2 separate regions of the Hordeum vulgare genome follow, and region 1 is linked to region 2. The links are chromatin contacts, called in public Hi-C maps. All regions are on one chromosome and are shown on one strand. The core of a region is the stretch at or near the end of the contact, and the rest is flanking DNA. Distances in the headings are between cores, read along the strand shown. Region 1 has its middle 82 kb from the start of LOC123426341. Region 2 holds the start of LOC123426335 (glutamyl-tRNA(Gln) amidotransferase subunit B, chloroplastic/mitochondrial).

What was found. Hi-C and Micro-C count contacts between places; a contact is called where the count stands out from the background.
Region 1: a Hi-C map of leaf shows a contact between it and region 2, with 4 times the contacts expected there. The contact joins the enhancer-like site here to the promoter of LOC123426335 in region 2. A contact is called at or near these places in 2 of 6 Hi-C or Micro-C datasets (leaf and seedling).

What each region holds. Positions count from the first base shown.
Region 1 is chr2H:377,247,659-377,253,118 of MorexV3_pseudomolecules_assembly, reverse strand. No RefSeq gene overlaps it. Among protein-coding and RNA genes, the nearest start is that of LOC123426341, 82 kb to the left of the region's middle. Within about 2 kb of position 3,353, at least 3 of the 3 cell types and tissues checked have open chromatin away from gene starts, as enhancers often do. A contact at or near this core is called in leaf and seedling, where this site is marked.
Region 2 is chr2H:376,257,511-376,263,563 of MorexV3_pseudomolecules_assembly, reverse strand. LOC123426335 (glutamyl-tRNA(Gln) amidotransferase subunit B, chloroplastic/mitochondrial) reads right to left here and starts at 2,807. Exons shown (of 10, transcript XR_006622168.1): 1 at 2,688-2,807; 2 at 1,182-1,866; 3 at 361-570. LOC123426334 (nuclear receptor coactivator 6-like) reads right to left here. Exons shown (of 5, transcript XM_045110143.1): 4 at 5,160-6,053; 5 at 3,509-4,310. The coding sequence ends at 4,281.

The DNA.
Region 1 (5,460 bases), core at 2,104-4,603, 990 kb before region 2:
GACCTATGGATTCTGTCTACTTGATTTCATGCCAAACACGGTAACCACCATGTTTGTTTTCGCACACTTGTGTTAAAACTTCATAGGAATAGTCCCCAACGTCTCCCTTTTCCGCCATTTCTTCTTTCCCTGTATAGAGTGCAAGGATGCCATCTCTGACAGCATCGCCTAGATTCCCAGAGCTTCCTACAAGGAAGTGTATCCCACCGGCCTTGTGCACAAGAAGTGGGAGGAATGGCGAGGGGATTGGTGCTATATCCTTGAGAAGGAGCCCCCGCCCTTTTGTAAGGTCCAAACGTCTAATCCTTTCTGCAAGGATGAATGTAATGTTGTCGCCCGAATGACGAGAAGGTGGAGATAGCGATCACCCGCCTACTTTAGCAGAAGGCCGCGGGGATCACCATAAAGATGGTGGGCTTTGATTTTCTCGCTAGGCGCATTGCTCCTCTCCAAGAATGGAAGTGCTTCACCTGGTAGTATACCGGGCCTTCCGACATTTTGCAGATCTGCCCTATGCTCGACAGTGACCCGACCTACATCCAGCTCGCCTTCTTTTGCCACCAGCTCTTCCGTGCGGAGGGGAGGTTCGTACTCTCACCATCTATCGCCCCACTCTGCAACAATTGCCGCCTAGACGTGATATTAGAAATGATGCCACCGTGCAATGCACTCGAGGTGGATCCCTCGTGGTAGGCCACGACAAGGGAGGCGGTGCAGGCGTGGTTCGACACCCTAGTAAAGGTGCACATGAGGGACGAAGGGTCGATGATCCGCGCGAGTTCATTGGGCCGGGAGCCGTAGAAGCGGGTCTGAACACCGCCAACAACACTTCGAGGGACACCGCGCCCGACGATGAAGAAGACGAGAATAAACAAGAGGGGGAGGGCGATGACAAACTGCTAGCCGAGGGCCAGTTAGAGGAACCCACCGCCATCGAGGGTGCCGGGGTTGCGGGCGTTGTGGTTGGCACGGAATCGGAGCTTGAGCAGCCCCCAGTCCGCGCCGCCCACAAGAGGGACCCATGCTTCACAGGGCTGGCACGGGAGGGACGTCGTACCCCCCTCTAGAGGTCGAGGACGAGGAGAAGGAAGAAGACCGTGCCGCGAATTTCGGCCGACCACGACGGACACGACGGTTTCTTGCGAGGCAGTCGGCAAGCTCTGCCACCCCGATAAGGGGTCAGGTGGTGCCTGCTCTGTAATCGCAGGGATGAGGAGACCTTGGCGTAGAGGATGGCCAAGAGGAGAGGCCGTGCACCCGCCACCAGGGGTGCGACAAGCATTCCGCCTGAGTAGGCCGCTTTGCCCGAGATGGAGATTGTGGATCCTGACTCCCTGCCCAGTCCTCGAGAAGAGGCCCCTCCTCAGGACCCGATGGAAGGCATAGGTGATGCTGCCGGCGCCTCCTCCTCCATTCTGTTGCCGATGGGGATGGAGCACCCGGAGGTGGCTTGCGAGGGCTCGACCCCTCAAGGGATCTCCCCGACGAGGGACCCTATTACCAAGACCGTCCTGGTCGAGGACTTGTCGACGAGATGGACCTCCGACGAGCAGGTGACGACGACAGACCCCACCGGAGGAGACAAGGTGCCTCCTCAACAGGAGACCATCTGTAAGCTCCCGTGCAGTCGGAATGCTGGTTTTATTTTGACGGCATTGTTTTCTTCCTTCTCTTTTTATCTTCTTTAACTTCTTCCCAGTCCATTTTTTCTTGTCTTTGTCTGAAGATCTGGCACCATCGGAAGACCTCGGCGCTGATGTCGATGTCGAGGGGCTCGCCAAGGAGGCAGCCGAGGAGCCAGTAATATCATGGTGGAGAAGGGCGGCGCGCGCCGCGACCCTAGGGACAACGACAAGCAAGTCCTAGAGGGGCCGACCCTGGATACGGCACCCGACGTTGGAGGATCCCCTCTTTCCTGAGCATCAGGGGAAGGTATGTCCTTCTTGCTTAGAGCCATTAGCGGGAATGTCGTTGGTCCGTCATCGACAATGGAGCCACCTCCAACCGGTTACGTGCGAGTGAGCGACCTGCAATTCGTCAACTTCCCCGGTGACGCCATCCTCAGGGCTTTCTCCGAGGAGGTGGCCGTGGGCGAGGCGATCGACACCCCCGGAAGAGATGTGATAGTCGACTCGTTCGGCGTGAGCGACGAGGCCAAGGAGCATGCCATCTGGTTTCCTTGAGCAAGAGCGTCCGACAGCTGGCAGCACACTATGTCAGCCGTTCGTAGAAGCTCGACCCCGGGAAGCCGTTCTCGTGGCCACCGAAGACAGGTTCCAGGCGCTCCATGCCGAAATGCAAACATGGTTCACCATGAACCGTAAGGAGATCGGCGACCAGCAGGTCGTGCTCAAATAGGCCAAGGTGGAGTTCATCAATCGGCAGGACGAGGATGAGAAAATGTGGAAGGAGGCCGATGAAGACATCGACAACTAGGATGCAGAACTGAAGGCACGCAAGATATCCCTCGACTGCCACGAAGAAGAGCATGCAGCCCGTGAGAAAGACCTTGCTAATAAGCTTGGGGTTGAGCTGGGCAAGCAGGTTCAGGTCTTGGAGCTGGAGCACAAAGCTCCACTCGAGAAGCTGGCCACTGAGTATGCCGACAAGCTCCACGAGGCCGTGAATGCTGTTGAGGCCGTGTAACATTCTGGAATTGACGCTCGAGAAGATTCCCCTTTAATTTCATTGTCACCATTGATTATTTGGTTATCGCATTCATCATCGCATCATGCGCATAATCTGCATAGTATGAGGACTCCATTGCCTTCATTTTCAAAAACTTGCATCCATTATTAGTTGTGGTTCTCTCCGTTTTTGTCGTTGACCATTTCAAGATCAACCACACACGTCCGCGCCCGCGGCATCGTTAAAATATTATTTTTGAAAGTGTGTATAAAACATTCTCGGATTGGGTTGAAACTTGGCGTGCAGTCTTGTTTTAGTGTAGGTAGGCCGCCTGCCAAATATCATCGCAATCGGAGTCCGTTTGATACCAAAACGATTGACCGTAGCGACACCGTCATCGGTTTATTTATCAAAGATTCGGTGTTTTAAAAATCTTGTGCCGGGCCGCACTAACTCCCTCTCATCTCATCCCAAGGCCTTCTACACGGACCAACAACCCCCTAACCTATCCCTACGACCGGGCCGTTCCATCACAACTGAAGGGCTCGAAAACGAAAATAAACTGCCAAACCTAACACCAATTTGTTATAAATAGAACCCTCCCTACCGATTTTAGTCTAAACCCTAATTTCCCTCGATCCCCACGCTCTCCAGCCTTAGCCGCCGCTAGCCTCCTCCCACCTTGAAACAGGCCCAACCGGGCCCAAGGATGACCCGCCCGAGCCCATCCGGGGCCTGAGCCGCCGCCGCCGCGTGCAAAGTCTCCTGTCCAAGCTCTCTCTAGCGCGCCCCCATCCCCTGTCGATGTAGCGGCCGGTACTTGCAGGAGAGCCGCAGTTGCACCGGGGCTCCGTGCCGAAGCACCTCGCTGCTGTCGCCTTCACACCGGCAGCCGGACGGAGCCACGTCAGCCGCCATGCCGACCCTGCTTCGCACCTCGAGCTTTGGCCGTTCGTGAAGCTGCCGCCTCGCCCCGACTAGATCCGCCCGTTCCGGGCCACATCACGTCGCCAGAGTGCCCTCCATCTCCGGATCGTCGCCGTCCGCCGTGCCATCACCGCGCCGCTCGCCGGAGTCGGCGTCGTCCCTGACCACCGCAGCGTGCATCGCCCAATCCCACTCGCCCCTGCGTTGACCCGCATGTGGGCCGCGTGGGCCGGCCAGAGCGAGCCGCCGCCTCACCCCGCGTGGTCCTCACCATGCCCATTCGCCCGCCTCAGCCCAGCTCCGTACGAGGCCGAGCTCCGCCTCCCCCCGAGCCGGCCTCGTCGAGCTGCTCCATGGGCCAAAGCCCACGAGGTGAGCGCCCCTTAGCCCAATCCCCTGCCCGACGCATCAATTACTATACATCGCCCATGCCACTGTTGGCCCTGATCGCAGAGTCGGCCCGATAATGTTTTTTACGTTGTGCGAATTTATCAATTATCAATGACATGTCATAATTTCAGCAAAATGCCATGATTTAAAATGATGATAACTAATTAACCATACATCGGATTAAAATGATTTCAACATGAGTAATGTGTCTAATTTCTCATAGATTAATAATACTACACTTTCATGCGTGTTAAAAATATTTAAATGTGTTGTTTGCATTGTTTTGTGTGATGACATATTAACATGATTTAATTCATAGCAAAATAATCGTGCATCGGATTTAAAAACTTTATACATGAAAGTTGCTTAGAATTTTATGTAGTTTCATAATATCCAGCTTTCAACCATGTTTAAAATGTTTAACATGCTGTTTTAATTTAATTTGCACCAATGCCATGTTTAAACGGTTTGTCTCATAATTAATTAATTGTAGCTCCGATTAAAATGTTCCACATATGTAACTTGGCTAGAAAAATGTGTAGGACAACAAGGTAGTATTTATTTTCCTGTTTAACAACTGTAAAATTGTGTTATAGGCAGAATATTAGTGATTCTTAATTTGCACATGGGGATTTTCTGGAATTGTTGTTCATTGTTTCGGCCTCATTTAAACTTGCATGGGATCTCACGTAGTTTCATAATATATCGTTGCATCTGTGCTTTAACATGTCGTGGCTGTCATTTGCATACATTTTGCATTCATGTCATATCCTCTTATGTTGCCCATATCTTTTAAACCCTAGCTCCATATTAGATGATCTATATATGTAAATCGACTAGAATGACGTATAGAATCACATGGTCCACTTTTTTTTTTGCTGTTTAATAAACATAAAACGTGCTTAGTGCAGATCTAGACCAATTTTAAAATTAGCATGTGGGGTCATTTCGGAAAATGCTATATGTTGTTTCCGACCTCATTTAAAATGCCTAGATAGTGTAGTTTGTTTATGTTTCACCTCTTCCCTGTTTAAACAACATTTAAAGTTGATGAGTTCAATATGCAACTCATTGCATATTGAGCTTCACTTAATGTGTAGTATTCGATTGTTGTGATGTGCCATGAATTGCATAATTAAACCGAACACACATCATATGTGCTTGTGCATCATGTCATGCATATGTTTTGGTGAATATCGTGTGTTGATTCTTGTTTCTGGATCGTTTCTTCTCGCTAGAGTTCCGCAAACGTGCTGGAGTGTGAGGATTCGTTCGACTACGTTGATTCGTCTGCTTCAGGGATTCGTTCTTCTTCCAAGCGGGATCACCGGCAAGATGACCATTTTCCTAGATACCATTACTATCATTGCCATGCTAGTTGACTCATTTCTTTTGTTGTGTCTTGCTGCCTACCACTTAAATGTCAGCCTTCCAACATTGACATGAAAAGCCTCTAACCTTTCCACAACCCAGCAAACCATTGTTTGGCTATGTTACGGCTTGCTCAACCTTCTT
Region 2 (6,053 bases), core at 1,558-4,057:
CAGGATAATAAGGGAAAATATCTACAATTTTTACAAGCATACGTGATTTTTTTTCCTGTACAAAGAAACGAACCTCTAAAAAATTGAGGTATTTCATGCACTCACCAAATGGCTAACCAAAAAACTTCTCATTCTCCCTATATAACATAAAATGTCAGTTTTATAGAAAATCGTAAAGGGATTTTATTGTTTAAACTGATAACTTTGCAAGAAATCTAGGCTTTAATAGCCTAGCATGTGCTCCGGACATAAGTGTATTGACGAATCATCAGATTATAACACTGATGGAAATGTTGTCGGCATGGAATATATTAATACAGAATAAAAACAGTTGGGTAAGTCTTAAGTTTTGATGGTTACCTTTGTACCGAATTCTGATTGTCCAATAGGCCGGACAGATACATTCACATCACAGCGGAGGGAACCTTCCTGCATGTTGCCATTGCCCACTCCCAGGTATCTAACAACCCTTTGTATCTCAGCACCATACTCAGCAGCCTCTATGCCTGTCCTCATATCTGGCTCTGAGACAATCTCTAGCAAAGGGACGCCGGCTCTATTTAGGTCAACCTAGCCAACCAGAATAGCAACCACTTTAATCACTTTAAATTTGTAGCTATCAGTACAACGAGCCAGTACATAATTGTTTGATGCTGAATTTGCTCTATTTTATTACTTCTTTCTATCTATGATTTTCTGTCAAGTGCTAGTGCACAAGCACATGGTCTCGTGATGCTTTCACATAACCACATATGTAATGACACCTTGTTGCAGATTGCCGAAACCTCATGTTCTTGTATCAGATTTGAGAAGGCCTCTTTGCTTGGATGAAAGGCAAGATCTAAACAGTGATCTGACATCAAGTGCAGTTAAGCTGCTCTTGCCCCATGATGTGTAGGATTTGAATTTCTGTTGTATATGAGATTGGTACTTACCTTCTGTATGACAGAAAGTATAGTTTCCTCTTATTGTATGCCCCCTCTAGCATCAAATGTGTAAGAAACACAATTCTCTGTATTACTTGATCTTTAGCATTTATGAATGCAGCGGTTTAGAAATTGTACCGTTGCACTGTGCTGATTGTCAACTTTTCCATGATTCCAGGGCCATATCATGGAGCATCGAAGAATAGAATATAACAGAAAACAGGTAGTACATAGTTAGGAAATAACAAGGGAAACCTGAGAAAAACTCCCTGATTCAGAGTGAAGCAGCTTGCCAGCATCTTCTTCCATGTGAACCCGCGTGACCCCAAATCGCCTGTGACCACCACCAAACTCCATTGGAATATCCAAATCAAGGTAACCCTTCTCAGCAATCGGAATGTCAAACTGCGAAATCTGGTATCCCTTGGGAAGGTCTGGATAGAAGTACTGCTTTCGATCAAACTTGGATGTCATGGAAATCTCACAGTTGAGAGCGAGGCCTAGCTTGACAGCACATTCAACAACCTTTGCGTTCAGAACCGGCAATGTCCCGGGGTGGCCCATGCAGGTGGGGCAAACAGTGCTGTTTGGCTGGGATCCATAGTCGTATGGGCAGGAGCAAAACGCCTTTGTGATGGTCGAGAGCTGGACATGGGTCTCAATGCCGATCACCGCTTCAAAACCTTGTGTCTTGTGCTCCGCTGCCTCCTTGGTGGCTTGTTGAATTGATTTGCGCACTGATTTGGGCTCACTGGTCTGCACACTCTCCACCCTAGTTGTGAAGTGGGCTAGCGGATGACGTCGAGTGGTACAGAACAGGCCTGCATTTGCTCCAAATAAGGTTTGCGTTCTGATCCCTCGTAAGAGCGTTAGAGCCATTGTGGGCAATGTGCGTTTCGTCTATTGCAATTCACAATCTACTGGGTGGGCAACAAACAGCCTGCAAGATGAAAGAGAACAAAGAAAAACTTGAATACAGACAGATTTCAGGATAACATGAGAAACCAATTCACAATTTAGCTGGCATTGTTTTCGCTGCGTTTAGGTGGCTACACAAATGATAAATCGGCCCAATCCTCCCATGGCGATTCTCACCAAAGATGAATCAAGTTACACTTGCTCTCCAGATGAGTCAGAATAATCAATCCTACTGTTTCTGGAATGCTGGTAACCCTGAAATTAGTACCAGACTTGATTGCTGGAATGCTGGTAACTCTGAAATTAGTACCAGACTTGATTGCTGGGGTGCTGGTAACTCTGAAATTAATCTATGAACTTTTTACCAAAGACAAAACCACCATAAAGTCAGACATACTCAACCTAGTACGAATGCAGTATTGTCGCAACATTTGCTGAGTACTCCCTCCGTTCCTAAATATAAGACATTTTAGAGATTGTACTATAAACTACATACGGATGTACATAGACATATTTTAGAGTATAGATTCACTCATTTTGCTCCGTATGTAGTCTCCTAGTGAAATACCTAAAAGGTCTTATATTTTGGAACGGAGGGAGTAGTACTCACGAAATTAGCTATTACTCCCTCTGTAAACAAATATAAGAGCGTTTAGATCACTACTAGTACGAAGTTTCTTGAATAAAAAACTACGTCAGTAACCAATGAGCCATTGCGAAGTTGGCATACGAGTGAATCCTTTGTTAGGGGAGGGGAAGGAGTGGGCTGAGGGGAGGGGAAGGAGTGGGCTGAGGGGAGGGGAAGGAATGGGCTGAGGGGAGGTGAGGGGACGGGAGCTGCACCTCGGCAGCAGCGACAGCGAGGAGGTCCGCCGGTAGACAGAGATCGACGGCGAGGAGGTGCAGAGCAAGGCGCGCCAGCGGAAGGGAGAAAGGAGAGGCAGTGGAGAGGGCTTGTTAGGATGATTTTCATTCCCAGACTAATCATCAATCACCAGGGGAGAGCTGGGCCCCGGGAAAACGGGGGCCATGGCCTCGGACTTAGATCACATTGGCCCACTCATTTCTCTCTCCCTGCTCAGCCCAACTCAGCCCAGTGAGAGAGAGAAGCTGAGACCACAGATCCCTGGCTGCCTCGCTCTAGGCTCCTCAAAAGAAAAAACTGCCAAAGACTTGTTCTTTCTCAAAAACAAAACTGGCAAAGACTCCAAATATGGTTGACATGAAAGGGCAAAGGATACGTGGCAAAGAAACTGGAGACGTCCGGAGCTTTTGAAACCTTTTTTCTGCAGAGTACTACCTGGTTTATTAGTCCCATCTTACTTAGGATCATATTTTGACCATGATTTTAACTAACAAAATATATGTTATACATAGCAGAAGTAATATCATTCAAATATGAATCAACGATATAATTTTTTTTGACATGCAGTGACATTTTATTAGTTAAGTTTATGATCAAAATTTGACACAAAATACAAAGGGGGCCAATAAACTAGGACGAAGCGTATTATGCTCTACAGACTTTTGAAACGGTTAGGGAACAATATTATTGCCCTTTAAAAACAAGTATATTGGGATGGAAAATTAAAACGATTAGTTGCTAATATAAAAGGCTCACCAACTTTGGTGGAAATCATCACATCTCCCAAGGTTCAATCAGATAGTCCATTATCCTCTTCTTATATTTGAAAGCACGGCTCAATCCAACATATAGATTAACTTCAGGTTACACCCCACGCAGACCAATAAATTCAAATGAGCTATTTTTCCTATATCTATCTAAATAAAGGCTTGATGCTGCAAAACCTTTGCAGGCTAATTTTCTCCAAGTGAATTCGACCAGATCCCATGGCTTGAGCTCCTGAGGAAATAACATGACCCCAAAACACTTCTCATTGCTCCTCCACCAGTTCCTTTTGTACTTGATCTTCACAACTAAATGTAGACTATCAGCAGCAAGGACATATAAGATCATCTGATGAAAGTAAGCATGACGTCTTGGTCCACGCTTAAGTACTGCACTACAAAGATACAAGACTGGATGTTCTAAAGTACACATAACAAGCAGACGCTGCTCAATAGCACCAGCAGCATGTTCATGAAACCAGTGCAAGAAAAAATACATCATCCTGCTATCAGGCCTATCACTTACACAGTGTTGGGTGGAAAGGGAAAGAAATATCAACAAAGTGCTTTACAACGAACAGAACAGGACTAGGCAGCAACTTAACCGAATATGAAACTGATGTTTAAACACATGATTCTAATACAGTCGTTCCCTCAGTACTTACAAGAATACCTTCTTGTAAAGGACTTTCTCATGCAAATAGATGTTCCAAGAGAACAATACACGGCTTGCCGCCTGAATCAGTATTCTTCACAACTTCTACAACTGCAAAGGAAGTCTCTTCTGATTGGCCCAGTCTAATGCAGCTATAACTTCACATACTTGTCAACATAACCCTGAAGAAATGAAATAAATCGATTGGTACATGCATATCCAAACATAATTATGCTGAACACAAGTAAAGAGTGTGTGAAACTCTATATATGTAGAACTTCAGAATTTATGTGCACCCATGCATAGCTGTTCTTCCAATTTGTTCACTTTTTTCTCAGAGAAAGGTAAGGGAGTTCCCTCCTGCTGAAACATATTAATAGATACAACAAATTTACTAACAGACTACAAGGCTTCACGCCCATAAGAAGCCTTCACAATCTGGAAAGTGAAGTAACCAAAACCTTAAACTAAAACCAGCAAGCAAAATAAAAATGCTAGAAGAACAAAAGGTGCACAAGAATGCCTTTATTCATCCTAAATAGACTCAACATCTCAGCCAATTAGACAAAGCATCGGCAAACTGTTGAAAAACTCTAGCTTGCCAACTGTTTCTTTTTGTCTAAATATTCCAACAATCCAATGTAAACGGTTCAATAAATAAAATTTGCTTGCCTCCAGGTTGTGATTTATCTAATTTGTTAAGCTTATTCAAAATTTAAGATGAATCCCAGCCTCCCAAATATAACAGTGTAAACTAAAATTACATGATGCTAAATTCATACCCAATCGCCAAAGAATTCTCGACATCTCCATTTACAAAATCATAGTTTAAGAAGAGCATGAAGACAAGAAAATATGTTGCTTTTCACACTATAAATGGATGGCATATTTTCCATGATTGTGTTCAGATATTTAAACAATCATGTAACATCACCACAACATAGTAAATATTGGGAACTGTAAACATATGGCCAGAAAGAGTATTAGCAAATTCAGTACATAATGCTATGCTGGTGGCAGTGTAGACATACCATTACTAGTTTGGTCACTTTCCTTTGAGAAGACTGGACATACTGTCTAATCTTGGCTGGTGTTTTCGGTATATGATTGCCAGGAACCGAACTAGAGACCTTATCAACTGTTTTCCTAACAATCATTTTGAAAGCATCTCTGCTCATGTTTCCCTGCCTCCATGATGGCTTAAGAACTTCCTTAACGAAATCTGCAATAGCAACCTTAAAAAGCTTCATTGATCTGGAGTCCTTGCTCTTCTTACTTACATCCAATGACTGGTCATTGTCGATATCATCAGGAATATCTGAGCTCCAGTCTTTAGCACCTAAGGGCTCAGGGCTTGCATTCTCCACCACTCCTGTTTCAGTATCTGCTGCCACCTCTCCAAGTTCTCCAACCTCTGATTCGGCAACAAGCCCGAGTCCGTGCATATTTTTACTCTCCACTTCTATGTTCACAAGTTTTGATGCATTACGACTACCAGTGGCACTCAGATTCGCCTCTTGAGCAAGATCCATCTTGTTGATTGAATTGCTTGAGGGTTCAATACTATCCAGAAGTGGATCATAGGGACCCCCAGGAGTAAAGCCAGGACAAGATTGTTTCTGCCGACTGGGCACAACTTCTGCAGAACTTTCATTGAAACGAGTTCCAGATCCAGGAACAGACTGACCAAAAGGACTAATTGTATTCATGTGCTCTACTGCTTTTGCTGAAGCAGACTCAACTGCATTTGGACTTTGAATGGGACTAATATCAAGAGTCGGATCTGTTTCAAAGGTAGATGCAAATGGGTTGTAGTGTGGCTTGATAGACGATTTAGGCAGAACAGCGTCAGATACAGGTACAGGACCTAAGTCATTACTTCCTGGCAGATTTGATGGAAATATCTGGAAAGATGGGTAAGCTAT